Regions from separate parts of the Cricetulus griseus genome. Here region 1 is linked to region 2. A link is a contact called in public Hi-C data. All regions are on one chromosome and are shown on one strand. The core of a region is the stretch at or near the end of the contact, and the rest is flanking DNA. Distances in the headings are between cores, read along the strand shown. Region 1 overlaps Pcnx2 (pecanex-like protein 2). Region 2 holds the start of Sipa1l2 (signal-induced proliferation-associated 1-like protein 2).

What was found. A called contact is a pair of places that touch in the nucleus more often than the background predicts.
Region 1: a Hi-C map of the CHL-YN cell line shows a contact between it and region 2, with 10 times the contacts expected there. The contact joins the enhancer-like site here to the promoter of Sipa1l2 in region 2. A contact is called at or near these places in 4 of 8 Hi-C or Micro-C datasets (the CHK-Q cell line, the CHL-YN cell line, the CHO-K1 cell line and 1 more).

The regions. Positions count from the first base shown.
Region 1 is chr3:202,676,832-202,680,186 of CriGri-PICRH-1.0, reverse strand. All of the region lies in intron 8 of Pcnx2 (pecanex-like protein 2), which reads left to right. Among named protein-coding and RNA genes, the nearest start is that of Pcnx2, 30 kb to the left of the region's middle. Within about 2 kb of position 1,301, at least 1 of the 6 cell types and tissues checked has open chromatin away from gene starts, as enhancers often do.
Region 2 is chr3:202,347,954-202,351,331 of CriGri-PICRH-1.0, reverse strand. It overlaps Sipa1l2 (signal-induced proliferation-associated 1-like protein 2), which reads left to right and starts at 1,845. Exons shown (of 23, transcript XM_027404809.2): 1 at 1,845-2,020.

The sequences.
Region 1 (3,355 bases), core at 52-2,551, 330 kb before region 2:
CAAGTACCTTTACTCACTGAGCCACATTGCTGTTCCTTGTCAACTTTTTTGACCCATAAGTTGAGAGAAACAATGAATTAACACACTGGCTTGCTTTAAAAATTGAAGTTGGGCTGGGAAGTTAAAACACTTGGTAAAACACTTGCTACATAGGCATAGGGACCTAGAATTCACATTAAAAAGTCAGGTGTGGTGCAGCACACTTGTAATCTAAGCATGGGATAGTAGACATGGGTAGATCTCCAAAACTCACTGGCCAGCCAGCTCACCTTAGTCAGCAGACCTTGGGTAATGAGAATGCCTTCTCTCAAAACAAGGTGGGTGGCACCTGAGAGATGACACCAGAGCTTGACCTCTGACAATCACAGGGAACACATGCACACACGTGTGCGGGCATGTGCACACACGCATTTATGCAGTTTTCAAGACAGAGCCTACTGTGGAGCGTACTTGGTGTCATGTGTTTGTCTCTTCTGGGTAGAAAAGGAGGACAAAGTTCAGTGTTAACTTGTCACAGCAGCCAGCCAACCCCTGGCATGTGCCAGGAGGAAGCTCGGTCTCATCAGGGGCCACTTTACCTGTCTGTGGAGTGAGCAGCTAAGGACATAGTCTTTTCCCAGAAGCCTGTGGTCCAATGCCCTGGAATCTAAGGCAGCTTGAGGGTGTGTAGTTAATAGTCTGTCTCTAGCACTTACAGCCATTAAGTTCTGGATCCTCCAACTGTAGCAAATTAAAATGTTGACTTTCAGATTGGAAGGGGGCCTGGCTAGGGCTCCATAAGCTATTCACCAATGAAGGTACTGGAAAAAAAGCTCTTCCGCTCTAAGGTGACCTCAGTGGCTGGGAGCACCTCCAACTAAATTGTTAAACTGCTGGATCCCATTACTGGCAGGAAGGCGACTCTCTTAGCCATTGTGAGGCCTGGTTGTCACGTGCCAGTTTTATGTCCCAGATGCTCAGCTCTAAATGGGAACTTGTGGGCCATGTAACTTCCATATCTCTTTAGGGATTCCTGAAGGAAGCTAAGAAAGGAAGTTCATTTCCCCTCCTGACCCCCCCTCCCCCTACCCCCCCCAAAAGACGGTAAGAAACAGCACACCTCCCCCCACTGCTGAAGACTCGTGGAGCACCTTGAGTCACACACTAACTGTTCATCAAGCAGGTGCCTTGGGGAAGGTTATCTGAATGTACTCTGCTTTCCCCAGAAACCTGAACTGCAGCCTTTCCAGGGGCTGCTGGGAAATACTGCCTCACTATAAACTCCCTCCATGTTTAACTGACTGGAACACAGGACTGATTTAGTAGTTCAGAGCCCAGAGTGAGCTGATTTGCTGAAAACTGATCTGGAAGTAGGTCATTAGCCCAGGAAATGGAAGAAGTTGCCTGGAAAGTTAACGAATGTTCAGAGTTGAAATGGTTCACTTCACATTGGACTTCCACTCTTCATTTTCAGGCTTTGTAATGAAAATACCACCCACACCCCCTGCTCTCTCTCTCTCTCTCTCTCTCTCTCTGTGTGTGTGTGTGTGTGTGTGTGTGTAGGCCAGAAGAGAACTTCAGATATCGTTTGAGACAGTCTCTCATTGCCCTGGAGCTCCACAAGCAGGCTAGGCTGGCTGGAGTGAGCCCCCCCCCCCAGCTGTCTCTGCCTCCTCAGTGCAGGGATTACAAACACACATTGCCACGCTTCACTGTGTCGGTTCTGGGGATCGAACTCACGTCCTTACACTTGCAAGGCAAACACTTCATTGACTGAGTTATCTCTCCAGCCCTTGTTTGCTTTTTGAGACATGCAGCCCAGGCTAGTCTTGCACTTTGGGTCCTCCTGCCTCTGTCTCCAGGTTCTGGGCTGACAGTCATGAATACAAACTTTTAGTCTTTGTTCAGCAAAGATTTCTATTTATTTTGTCTACAAATTTCCCAAGTATTGTCTTTCCTTTGAAAGTCCCAACCTTGATGTTAGCACGGTTCTCAGTCCATCTCTCAGGGGACTTTGTTTCTTTTTTCTTTTTTTTTTTTTTTCGGGGAGGGGGTTGTCTCATTGGGACCTGGGCCTCACCAAGTAGAATGGATTTGCTGGCTGGTGCTCACCAAGGGCCCACCATTCTCTGCCTCCCCAGTGCTGAGATCACAAGAGCATACCCAAATTTTGTGTCCGTTCTGGGGCTCAAACTGTCCTCATGCTTGTGTGGCAAATGCTTCATCCCCATCTCCTCAGCCTACAGCCATGATGTTTAAGGATGCACCTGGGTCTCAAAGAAGGGTGTGCCAGAAATAGTCACCTGACTTTTGCCTTATTCCAAGGAAGTGGAGACCTTGAGCTTGGAAGAGCAGGGGGGAGGGGCACTACAGTAAGACTGTGGGGTGTGCAGAACAGTGAGATATGGGGGCTGCTCAGTAAACCTGATAACTGCACTCAGCACAGCACATTTCAACACTGGCTGGGGATACTTAACCCCAGGCACGAAGCTGTGTCACTGTTAATTTGAATGAGAGATGTGTGTTTGCTGTGCCAGCATTAAAAAAGACTTGGGAAACCTTGCTGCCTTTGATCACAGTGAGGGCCAGGTGATGGGCCTTCCCGTGGTTTCTTCCCTGCCCTTGCTGATTTCTCTATCTTTGTTGATCTCTGTTCCTCCCATAATGGCCCTCATCCTGGGGACTCTGGTGCAAAGTTAAGAGGCAGTGTTTCTCCCCCAGCCTAGAGTCCCAGGAACAGAAATCCAAGCTGGAAGCTGAGGCCTTTTGCCTGCGCACAGCCCCAGCTGCCACACGGGGGCACACTCCATCCACTTGCTTTCTCTCTGCTACCTCTTGCAGACTTCCTCTCATTTGTGTGGTCTTAAGAAAGGAGCGTTGATCCCCACCTTAAAGCCAGCTCCCTGTTAGAAACACCCCACCCCCCATCTGCTGTCCTTCAGTGTCCTTCTCAGCCAGTGAGCATGCTGCACTAACTTCTTTCCTAAGGCATCCCTCTTATATCCCGCCATCCATCCATCCCACAGTGGAGCCCCGTGAAGGGCAGGCAGAAGAGGACAGTAAACTGTTGTTTTAAAATCTAGCGAGGACAAACAATTTCAGTCGATGTTTTCTCTGTCACTGGGAAGCAGCTTTACCCTGGGATTGTTTTGTGACCTTTTGAGGTTTCCATTAGGTAGGAGGGGGAGCTAAGGCCAGTGGAGTGCAGCGAATCTAACACCCAGCACCAACCACTGTCCACTCCAGACCCGCCCTGTCCCAGCCAGCCCAGCAGAGATTCTAGCTGTAGGTGTTTGTTTTTGCATGTTTGTTTGAAACAGCATCTCACCACACGGTGTAGCTGAGACTGGTCTCAGACTCCCAGCTATCCTCCTGC
Region 2 (3,378 bases), core at 596-3,095:
GAATCCTTGTAGGTTGAATCTTGTGGCTTGTTAAGGAAATTAACAAGCGAAAAGGTAGACAGCCACAAGCAGCAGAAAGGTTAGCTGGAAAACTCAGCTCCTTGGATTGGTTGGCATATCTTTGTCCCTTTCATTTTTCTTAGACTGATTAGGAATTACTTCAGTCAGAAGTGTAGGAGAAATGGATTGGAAGGATCCCTAGAGCTTGTTTCTGTAGGCATCCCTGAGCACAGAAGAATCCCCAGGGTAATGAGGCCTTTGAAAGGCAGGGAGGGAGGCTTAGGGGAAAGTGAACCGGAGATGATGAACCTATGATAGCTCAAACTAGCTTGCTTTTACGTGCGTGTGTGAGTGATTGCTTGCATTCACCTATGTGTACTACATGAGTGCAATGCCCAGAGAGGCCAGAAGAGGGCTTCTGATCTTCCGGAATTGGAGTTAAAGATGTTTGAGAGTGGTCATTGGAAGCTGGGCACGGAAGCCATGTCCTCTGCAGCAACAGTGAATGCTCTTAATGGCCGAGGAATCTGGATCATACTGGCTTTTAGCCAAGCTCACCTGTATGCTTCAGGGTTGGTACTTTTCTTTGAAACTTCAGCGGCCTCCAAACCTTTGCTAAAAGAGGCATTTTATATTCTTTCTGTAAGATACCCTGAGTCCATGGCCATGCACTGCCCTTTTACCTCCTTACCAGAAACTCTGCCTTGAGTTTCTTCTGCACATGTCCGGAAAGTAACAGAAAAAGCTTCCCAGGAAGCACAGCAGCATAGGTCATTTATCAGGCCCCATGTTTGTTCAGTGCATACACAACCTTGTAAACGCTAAGTATGAGACAAACCTTGAGAAAGACCTCAAAACCTGGAGATCTCAGGAGTGTTGTGTCATATACAGGTCGCAGACATGTTTTGCCAGGCCAATTCCTATGCATTCCGCCTGAATTATAAAATGATATATAAAGGACTGGACATTGTGTACGCAGAGAAATACAACGTGGGTGGGGATCCACTTTGTTTAAATTTTACCAGGGTGTGTGTGTGTGTGCAGTCGGAAGCACTGCGACCGGGAAGGAGAGATAACATCGTAACATTACCTCTTCCAGGGAGAAGCTCAAAGTCCCAATCAACCCAGATCGAGACTCTGGTGACACAACGTGAAAGCCCGCTCGGCTCGGGAAATCCTGCCACCAGCACCTGTCTCATTAACGCCTCCTGGAGCCGGGACATCTCAGAATAGGGCCCAATACAGGTGTACTGTAGCCAGCAGCAGGTGAGGCTTCCTGGAGGACAGACAAGGCCTGAACACGGAGTGTAGACGTTCCGGGCAGGCGAGAGCCTACACGAGCATCACAGGTCCCCCAGACCGGCGCGGACTGCGCTTAGGACTTTTGCGTCAAGTGAATCCCCCGGGCTTCGCCGGGCTATGGCGACCCTCAGGAGGCCAGAAAGGTAAGAGCCTGCGAGGCTGAGAGTCCACACCCGGAGAGCACGGGTCGCTCCGAGGGCGCCCCGACTCGCGAGCGGTGGGAGGCCAGTTGCTCCTCGCCGCAGGCTGAAGCCTCGCGCTCCCAGCCACAGGCAACTCGCTCTCCCAGGACGCTCGCGCGCGCCCGACTGCAAGGGACGAGTCTGGCCAGGAGGCGCGCCAATGGGCGTGGGCGGAGAGCCCGAGGCGGGGCCTGTCCTGTTGGCCAATGGGCGTGGGCGGAGCTCTAGGGGCGGGGACTGTCCTGGTACTGGCCAATGAAAGGGGCTGCAGAGCTCGGGGTGGGGCCTGCCGGAGCACCGGCCAATAGGTGGGGACGGGGCGCGTGGGGCGGTGCCGGGGCGGGCGGCGGCGGGGAGCCGGCTGCAGACGGAGCCGGCGGCCGAGGACGCAGCGCGGCGCCTGGCGACAGCTCGAACCGCGGGCGCAGCGGCCGCGCGGGGAGCGCGCCCATGGGTAGCGCCGGACGGTGGCGGGCGGCGAGGCCCCGGCTTCTGCGCGCCGGCCTTAGAGGGGCCCAGAGGACTGCCGCTCCGAGGTGCGTGTCGGGGGGTGCGGGGTGCGTCCGCTGGTGCGGGTCGTGGGGACCGGACCTGCCCGGCTGTGTCCAACTTGCGGGCCGCTCCCCCGGGGCTCCCGCTCCTTTGTACGCGCGGGCTTGCGTCTTCGCGGGTGAAGACCGCGGTCGGGGAGCTACCCGGCAGCGCCGGCACATTCATTTCAGCCTGGCCGCAGAACCCAGAGAATCAATTTCGGCTCATCCTCCCGAGAGCGAGAGCCGAGAACAACTTGGCGTCACCCCTCAGGGAGACGTTTGTCGTCATTAACCGGCTCCGGGTATCTTAATTCAGCCGGCCAACGCCAGCACCGGCGAACCGACAGCAAGTGCGTCTTCACGAATTGGGGCTCGGCGGTACCTGATTTTGGTCAAAACAGGTCTTAGGCGCTTTGGATTCTGCTTAGAGTTGACTTGGTCTGGACAAGGATGGCTTTAAGAAAGAAGAATAAACAGCGAGAGAAAAAAGCAAAGCGGAAAAACACCCCCAAACCCAAGTCATTCACAGAAAACCGGGTATCTTGGTTATTCTCATTGGTTTTCCCAGTAACTTCAAAATAGTCCCAGAAATGTTCCTTTTGTCTGCGGTTTCACTTCTAAACTTTAACACTAGATGGCTTTCTTATGACAGGCATTTAGTCCACTGGCTGCTTGAGTTTCCTGCGTCTGCAGTCTAGGCTGGGATTTATTTATTTATTTAACGTCTTACAAATTGAAATGAAAGGGAAGAAAGTATCCCAAACTGCTGCTTTGTTTGAAATATACTGTTCCCCTTAAGGCTTAAGCCAGTTATTTTTGCAAATACGGAAAAGTGGGCTTTGATGTATACCACCTAAAAGGTGAATATGAGCAAGCTGCTCCTCAGCTGCGCTCTGCATCGTGTTTTGACTTATTTGGAGAATGGAGAGTCCTAGGGGTGGGTTTGATGATTACACTTTCGTAGATTTCTACGTGTGCTGTTTTCACTGCCCGGGTTTAGTTTGGAGGCTTCGGGAACAGGCAGAGATGGGGTCTGTGGTGGAAAGAGCAGTCTGTCTTGAGTTTGGGGCTCATGCAGGGCTGTTCGTGCCTGAGGGTTGACCAGCAGCCTTTGAGGAAGATCTGTAGTCCAGTGCGTCTGCCTGAGTCATACTGAGGATTGTGTCAGGGACCTCTGCATTTCCTTCTCCCCTGATGAGGTCTGCTGCTGCTTTTCTGACTGAGCACAGCTCTTTAATGACTAGTACAATTGCCTCTAGTTAACTGGTCCAGCAGATTTTTACATTCTGGGTTAAGTGCTTTTATTTTTTTGGAATTAAACCTAGAGGCTTGGGTGTGCTAGAGAAGCACTCTACCACTGA